Linked DNA regions of Zea mays: region 1 is linked to region 2. Evidence: chromatin contacts called from public Hi-C data. All regions are on one chromosome and are shown on one strand. The core of a region is the stretch at or near the end of the contact, and the rest is flanking DNA. Distances in the headings are between cores, read along the strand shown.

What was found. A called contact is a pair of places that touch in the nucleus more often than the background predicts.
Region 1: a Hi-C map of tassel shows a contact between it and region 2, with 2.7 times the contacts expected there. The contact joins the promoter of LOC103626243 here to the promoter of LOC100384416 in region 2. A contact is called at or near these places in 4 of 25 Hi-C or Micro-C datasets (ear, leaf and tassel).

What each region holds. Positions count from the first base shown.
Region 1 is chr5:37,867,793-37,871,837 of Zm-B73-REFERENCE-NAM-5.0, forward strand. It overlaps LOC103626243 (protein OPAQUE1-like), which reads left to right and starts at 1,773. Exons shown (of 38, transcript XM_008646644.2): 1 at 1,773-2,080; 2 at 2,239-2,382; 3 at 2,647-2,792; 4 at 2,878-3,034; 5 at 3,143-3,201; 6 at 3,520-3,676. The coding sequence starts at 1,946. LOC109939462 (a long non-coding RNA gene) reads left to right here. Exons shown (of 2, transcript XR_002261917.1): 2 at 1,373-1,606.
Region 2 is chr5:37,504,241-37,508,554 of Zm-B73-REFERENCE-NAM-5.0, forward strand. It overlaps LOC100384416, which reads right to left and starts at 2,703. Exons shown (of 18, transcript NM_001362362.1): 1 at 1,933-2,703. The coding sequence starts at 2,333.

The DNA.
Region 1 (4,045 bases), core at 523-3,022, 360 kb after region 2:
TATAACATTTGCATAGAAACTCCGAATTAGGTGATTCAAATTGCATAATTCTCATGGTAATTCTGTCTACGTGTTAGCGGTATGTTCATATACTATTTTGGTATTTTAATTGATGGTTAGTCCCTAGTTGGAATAAAGTAAGTATAGTCTTAATTAAATGATTTAAGGAAAGAGGACTATAGTAAATGTCCTAGTTCTAGAACCATAACACACCCTAATGATTTATGTCATCAACAAACTAACTCTATTTATATAATGTTGTATTGCCTTGTTGCGTATGTTTGGTGTACTGTTCTTTTGCTATTCTCCAAGTGTATTGAATGTATGATCGCTTTGCGTACACAATAAGCAGTCCATGTTTCTCGAAGAAGTTACAGGAGAAGCACTTGAGCAGCCTGAGGACTGACTATTATGTCTTATTCATTTCATAATTCATTCTCCCACGTACCATGATCAACCTAAGGACTGACTACCTTTACATTTACCCTGTTCTTGATTACCTTTTTGGGTTGGGCTATTATGATCAACATTATACCGATGCTCTACTTTAATAAATGAACATGATGAGATTACTTTTATGATACGATACTTTTATTCTGGATATGATGATGAACTTGTGATACTTAAGAAGGCTCGGGCTATTTTTCGAGTACTTCTGCGTAAGGATCAGTTCGGTGAAAGATCACCCGGGAAAATAGTGTATCCATGATGGTGAAATGGGACGCCCTTAGCTAATTAATTAGAGGAACTAGAAGTGTAGTTGCTTTATCGTTGTGTCATCAATGGGGTCTAGGAACAGTGCTTGCTCTGCCGAGGCTGGGTGCTGAGGTTTTTTCATTTTGTTTTTTGTTAGTCACCCCTACGAGGAGAGGTATTGTGTTTATCAAATTAGAGAAACTTAACGAGCGACTATGACCTCTAGAAAATCTTTGTAAAGGCTACATAGTGAAACCTTGCCGACTCACCTTGGGAGTGTTTAAGGTCTATACAACCCAAAGCAAAAAGGGATCACAAGTCATGGTAAAGTGTGCGACATATACAGAGAGTTAGAAACTGGTATATTAGACGTGCTCACGGTTGCGAGCAGTCTTGGGATCCTCTTTGATTAAGGATAATCTGGATACATTCATGATGATGATTTTATGATGATGATGCTGATACACTCTGATATTTCCTCTACGAGGATATGTCCCTTGGGATAACAACTATGTTTTATGATAAAACTTGACTTATTATAATGAGTAAAACTTAACTAAGTAAAAGCAATTTGCTTTTAGTCTAACTTCACGTAAAGCTAGTTCACTTCAGCCAAATATAGTATTTGCTGGATACGTTGATGTGTATTCACCCTTGTTTTAATACAAAACACCAGATTATCCACATTGCAATAATTGCTCCGGAGAAGACGAAGGCAACCTGGAGGACTTACAAGAGTTTTAGAACTTCGAGAAGTTTTAGACTAGATTAATATCAACCCCCAATTAGCTTCCTGTGAATGTCTTATCTTTACTACGTTTTACTTTAACACTTTGATTACTCGTTAAGTTGATGACTATGCGGATGTCTTCAACTTTATGATGTAATAAATTAATATCTTTTTATGTTATTATTTGAGCACTTTCCAATAATATTTATTTATGTAATCGTCACGTACGCCTTCTAAAACCGGATGACATTCGTTTTAAGTCCTAAATAATAAATAATCTCTGCTGCCCAAAAATTGCTCGGATCCATCGTCTTCCACACGTTCTCTCTCCTGCCCCGCCGTTTCCTCCAACGGCCGGTTCGTCCCACACGCGGGCGCTAGAGCGCAACTTCCGCCATCTCCCTCCCTTTCTGAAACCGACCACCTCTCCTTCCGTATGGGCAGTCGTACTCCAACCGCCTGGAATCCCCCACAAGCCGCAGCGCCACCACTGCGACGCCTACCCCCGCCTCTGCCGCGATGATCTTCCGTCCCGGCACCGCCGTGTGGGTGGAACACCCAGACCTCGCCTGGGCCGAGGCCGAGGTCGTGTCCTCGCCCGCCTCCCCGTCCTCGCCGTCCTATGTCACTGTCGTCCTATCCACCGGTGTTAAGGTGAGAGCGCAACGACTCAGACAGCCCATTGTTTCGATTTCCAAGCTCCGCTGCGTGCGTTGCAGCCTAGGTGTTCGTCGAACAGCTAACTTCGTTGCTGGGTTGGTTTGTCCGTTTGGCTATCTCTGTGTCTGGGCTGTGGTGTGGCCTGTGGGCAGGCTATAGTAGACGGTAGGAAGGTCCTGCCGCGGGACACTGAGGCCGATCTTGGGGGCGTCGACGATATGACCAAGCTCGTCTACCTCCACGAGCCTGGGGTGCTCTGCAACCTCGCACTCCGATACAGGCTCAACGAAATCTACGTGAGTGTCTCCATCTTTTGCACTCTCTCTTTAATCTCACAATGTCCATTGGTTGTACAATAGTCGTATCCTGTAAAAAGTCCTTCTAGGAGGATCGTGGGCTAGTGGCCTCGTGTAAGATCATGTATGGGTCCAATATATGTGGAAGATGGGATTATTTTGTCGATATGTGCTTAGCCATATGTTGTGTTTTGTGGGAACATGCTGCTAATGTTGTTGTTCTATGTGCCATACATTATTCCAACGGTTCTGTTTTTTCTTCAGACATACACAGGGCGCATCTTGATCGCTGTAAATCCTTTTGCAAAGCTCCCTCATATGTATGATATGCATATGATGGAACAGTACAGAGGTGTGCAGTTTGGTGAATTGAGTCCACATGTTTTTGCCATTGCTGATGCATCTTACAGGTACGGAACATGGAAACCAGCTTGCAGTGTGTTAGCGAGAAATTAGAATATGGAGTTTTACATGGTATATTTCTCTTTCTTGAAGAGCAATGGTTAGCGAGAACTGCAGCCAGTCCATATTAGTCAGTGGAGAAAGTGGTGCTGGAAAAACAGAGACCACCAAACTCATTATGCGATATCTTACTTTTGTTGGCGGGCGTGCAATTGGTGATATCCGCTCTGTGGAGCAACAAGTTCTAGAGGTAACATTCAGTTTTCTCATCAATTCTTTTGGTGCATGATTAACATGCCCTGTAGAAGGCTTTATGTTTTCTCAACTCTGCATCTATCCTTCTCACATTTCAATGCAGTCAAATCCACTGTTGGAAGCTTTTGGTAATGCACGGACAGTGAGAAATGATAACTCCAGGTGAACTTTAATTCTTTCATTAATTTTCTTGTAGTCAATCAACTTGTTTTACTATTTTTTCATAAAAAAGAATGGCTGTTTGATTCTTTTACCGTACAACTATATACATCTTTCATTTGATAGTCTTTGAATAGTGAGGGTGCCATACTTATTAATTTTTGAAAGGTGCTAATGTTTTAGGTGTAATCCTCATTATAAAAAGAAATGAAGCTAGACACTTATATCAGTATGCTCATAGGTGTGATAGTATATTACTAGTAGGTGTACTGCTTTCTTCTATATACACATATGTATACTTACTAGTTCATATCACTGCAGTCGATTTGGGAAATTTGTTGAAATTCAGTTTAACAAATCTGGTAGAATATCTGGGGCTGCAGTTCGAACTTACCTCTTGGAACGGTCTCGTGTTGTGCAAATTTCTGAATCCGAAAGGAATTACCACTGCTTTTATCAACTTTGTGCATCTGGGAAGGTTTGTTTACAGACCTTTGGTGATTTTATTTTAGTTTATTATCCCTGAGACTAATTGTGATGTTCCAATAACATGAAGCTATAAAATTTGGATCTGGAATATCCGTACTTTGTTTTCCAGGGATGGAAAGTTTTTCCATTTCCTGCGGATTAAACTGATTTAAGGTGCTACGATATATGCAACTAGTCATGAAGGATTATGCACATATTTCATAAAATAGGGTATGTTGTCGTGTATAATCTCACATAAGTGTCAACTTGAAAAACAACCTGTGGAAAGAGAAAAAAGACAAATGCCACTAAGAAGTGAAGCTTCATATCAAATTTGGAGTGAAGTGACTATATATTGCACCTTTGGTTCCAAATTACA
Region 2 (4,314 bases), core at 1,453-3,952:
TACCATAATACTACTCCCTCCATTCCTAAATGTAGGTTGTTTTAGTTCTTTGTAAATTTTAAGTCAAACTTTTCTAAATACACCATCTTATACTACATCAAGGCCCTGTTTGTTTCAGCTTTTTTCAGCTTCGGGCCACCAGAATCTGCTGCATACTACCAAACACTAAGCTTTTCAGCCCGCATCTATAAGAATCAATTTGGTAAAAACCATCCAAAATTAACATGAACAGAAAATCGGTCGAGTCGTTGCAATAGTAGGAACCCGTCACTTTCAAGTTCATGAACCTATGGAAACCTTTATTGTCCTCCGCATGTCATCCCCACGATACTCAGATTTTCCCACAACCAGATTCTCCCGACAGCCAGATTATCAGAAAAGATGGTTAGAAAAAAGCTGAACCAAACAGGCCCTTGTGGTTCATTAAAATCACCATGAAGTCTTGATAGTGCATTCAATTTGGTAGGATTATAGAGATAACCTATTATAGAGCTTAGGACAAAACCGGTCTACATTTTTAATCGGGGGAAGTAGCTCATAGCAGCACAACAGTTGGAAACAAACCAACAAAAGCAAGATGATCAATATTCAAAGATATCATACTATTAAAAAAAACTTAAAAATTTGTGGTCCTTGCTTGTGCCCCATAGTACAAGATTAACCATAAACTACACATGCATAGAAACATGCAAATAGTGTAGAGACTATTTAGGGCACGTTCAGTTCCGCTTATAATCTGATTCTAGCTGGAAAAAACGAAAATCCCACCGAAACGCTTTGATTTTTGGGTTCTCTCAAACGCAGCGGCTACAATAAGCCATATTAACACAATGCACCGACTCTCTAGTGATGTGACCAAGCTCTCACGATTTCAAGAACGCAAGTACTTCCACACGGTTGGCCCTCAACTCGTTGCACAAAAACGGTTTGTTCTTTCTCTATCCTACAGCCTTTCTCTTCTCCCCGCACTTTCTCGGTTTGTGGCCGCTCGATTCCTCTGGTGCGCCTCCTTCTCCCGTCGTGTCGGCCGGCCACCACACCTCCTCCACCCTTCGCCGCCCGTCGTGCCTCCTCCCTCCACCCGTTGAGTCTCCTCCCTCTGCCGGTCGTGTTGTCTACTCCCGCCGCGCCAGCCAGCCACCACGCCTCCTCCTCCCTCCGTCGCCCGCCATGTGACCTCCCTCCGCCGGCAACCGCGGGCAAGGATGTACTTTTGCTTGTAAAAACCTTGTTACTGGAGCTATGAATCATTTTCTACCCAAGCGCCACTAAAACTCCACAGTAAAGTTGCTCCATCCTACAGTTTTGGAACAGAGCTGCTCCAAAGTAGAGCAGAGTCATGCCAAACAGGCCCTAAATATCCTGCAATTAATTCAATACAGTTTGGTTCTATACTTTACATGTTAAAAATTGCCACACATTTTAAGCCACACTTGACTAAAGTTAGGCACTTAAATTATGTGCCACAGTTTGCCACGCCTAAGGAAATATTGTCACACTTTTACAAGTTTATGCAGCGGGAGAATAGTCTTGGCTAAACTGTGGCTATAAACCAAACACATGCCTACCTTGGTCAAACTTGCCTAAACTTAGGCGTGAGGCAGCGAACCAAACATGCCCATTGATATCATTGTTAGAATGGGCTCAACATTTCAACATACCCGTACATCCAAAAATGCACTGCATAAATTCTCATGCTTGAGTTCAAAATATATCTTAGGTATCCTCCAAATACACACAAAAGAACAAGACCTTAGATCGCAATTCCACATCAACTACATAGTGCATGAAGCGCAGCTTCATTTCAATTTCACTAGGCAGGTTTTACCAAAACTACTATCAATGGGATCTAGAAAAACGAAACAATTAAACAACCAAAACTCCACAGCATGCAAAATACTAAAAATGAGGAGCAATATTCGCATAACTTACTCGCCAAAGTGTTGTACTCTAAGCCGTTTATTCTGCAGGTCTCTGTCTTCATCCTCTTCGTCCAGGTTGCCCCACCCAACCTCCACACTGCCACCCGCATGGGAGGCGTCTAGGATACCACCCAACATGTCTCGGAACCTGAGAGAAGGGATAGATTGTCCGCCCAAGGCCGTTTTCGCATCATGCGAGCTACCAGCGGCGTCGGGGTTCCACTCCGGCAGAACCGCCGTCCAGTTATGTGAGCTGGGAGCGGGCTCCTGCCGCGGCGGGAGGTGCCAGCTTCGCCACCCCAGCGATAGCGCGAGTTCCAGCTCCTCTCGCACCTCCTCATTCCCATCTTCCTCGTCACCAGTTCCACCCCCAACGCCCTGCACGCCCTTCATCCGGCCCTCATTCGCCATGCCCTCAGGCCAAAAGATCAAAACCAAACCCTAGAGCCATCCCAGCGCCACTTCCGGCCAGACAGACCCGAACGCTCCTCCCCCACGCGTAACACTATGGAACTCACCGATTTGACACCACGGTACGGTGAACTCCACCGGATTCGGTCGAATCGACCTGGCCCAGCCACGCACGGACACCGGTAGTGCTGGCGCGCACGAAACAGGAACGAGTCCTCGGCGAGGTGGGCGGGGACTACGTCTCGTCGCGTCCGTACACGTATGCTCGAGTGGTGCCGCACCAGCAGGGCGGATCTGCGCGGCGCAGAGACGACGGTGGTGGCGGCAGGCTAGGGAGGTAGATCAGGGAAGGGTGAGAGGGACGGCTCGGATCGAGGGGGTGATGCGGCGCGGCCATATTATATGGTTCGGTACACTGACGGGTAGGGCCCGGGGCATCGGGGCCAGATGCCAGTGGAGTAGTTTTCTGCTGGACCGTGTTCTTGCTTAGGCTTTGCTATTGGAAAAAATTTTGCTGCAGCGGGCTGTAAACCAGAATATTTACAGTCTGTCTCACAAAAAGGAGAATAGACCCCACCTACAGGTTTATCAGGTAACGTTTTAATTGTGTTGTTGCACCTGTAGGTAGGGTATATCCTCTTTTTTGTGAGGGACTGCAAACATTCAAATTTGCAGACGGCTGCACCAATTTTTTTTCCCGGTGCACTCTTTTTTTATTGTTTGTTAGTACTAATACCATGAATAGGATCGTTCCACTAAATTTAAGCAATAGACTTAAGATACATCATATAATTTTAGATGGAGTGATTCTTTAAACCAAATAACTTTAATTTTTCCCTTTATCGCACTATGCAGATACCTCACCTCATCACCTACTTTCTTCCTTCCATAACGGTTCTCTCTAAATAATCGCTCTATAACCTACTATTACTATCATAAAATGTCATTTTTCATACATATCTCTACTACTCTATATAATGGTAGAGTGGGCGTCCACCTTTTTTGGTGAAGCACGCCCCCGCCTCTGTCTCCCGCAATCGTCTCTCACTACCGCGATCCCCGCCCGTCCATCCCACGCCCGCGTCGTCACGTCCGCCATCTCCTCCTCGTCTGCAGTCCTCAGAAGGTGAAAGGGAAATGTGCCCTTGGGCCATTTCTATAATGTTTTGGTGATTAAGTGTCCAACACATAGTAAGTGAGTTCATATGTGCCAAACAAATAAAAAGTGCAAATCATATAACAAGGTATGTTTCTAGACTTAGTCATTGTTTTGAGTACTAATGTATTTTGTCTAAGTGCTAGAAATAGGAAGAAAAGAATTGGAAAAAGACTTGGCTCTGTGCAGCCAACTCCAGCTCGGCTTGGCACACTGGACTGTCCGGTGGTGCACCGGACAGTGTCCGGTGCGCCAGGCTGGTCCGCGTGAAAAGGCCACTCTCAGGACTCGACGGCGGCGTACGGCTATAATTCACCGGACCGTCTGGTGGTGCACCGGACTGTCCGATGAGTCATCAGCGGCGAACTCGTCGCCCTCGGGAAAAGCAAAAAGGCGACGTGGCTATAATTCACCGGACTGTCCGGTGGTGCACCGGACTGTCCGGTGAGCCAACGGTCGCCAGCGCAACGGTCGGTCCAGCAATCCGCGGGCGACACGTGGCCCGCAGCAACGGTCAGTTAGGGCACACCGGACTGTCCGGTGTGCACCGGACAGTGTCTGGTGCGCCAACCGATCCCGAGGACCAACGGTAGGATGTGCCAGAAAAGGAAGGAGATCGCGCACCTGACAGCTACAGTAACTGTCCGGTGCACCACCCGACAGAAGGCAAGTTTGGCCTTCCAAGTTGGCCTCCAACGGCTCCTAGCTGCCTTGGGGCTATAAAAGGGGCCCCTAGGCGCATGGAGAAGTACCCCAAGCATTCACTAAGTATTCTAAGGCATTCAGACTCTGCTCCCGCGCATTCGCTTTGTTGTGTTAGAGATT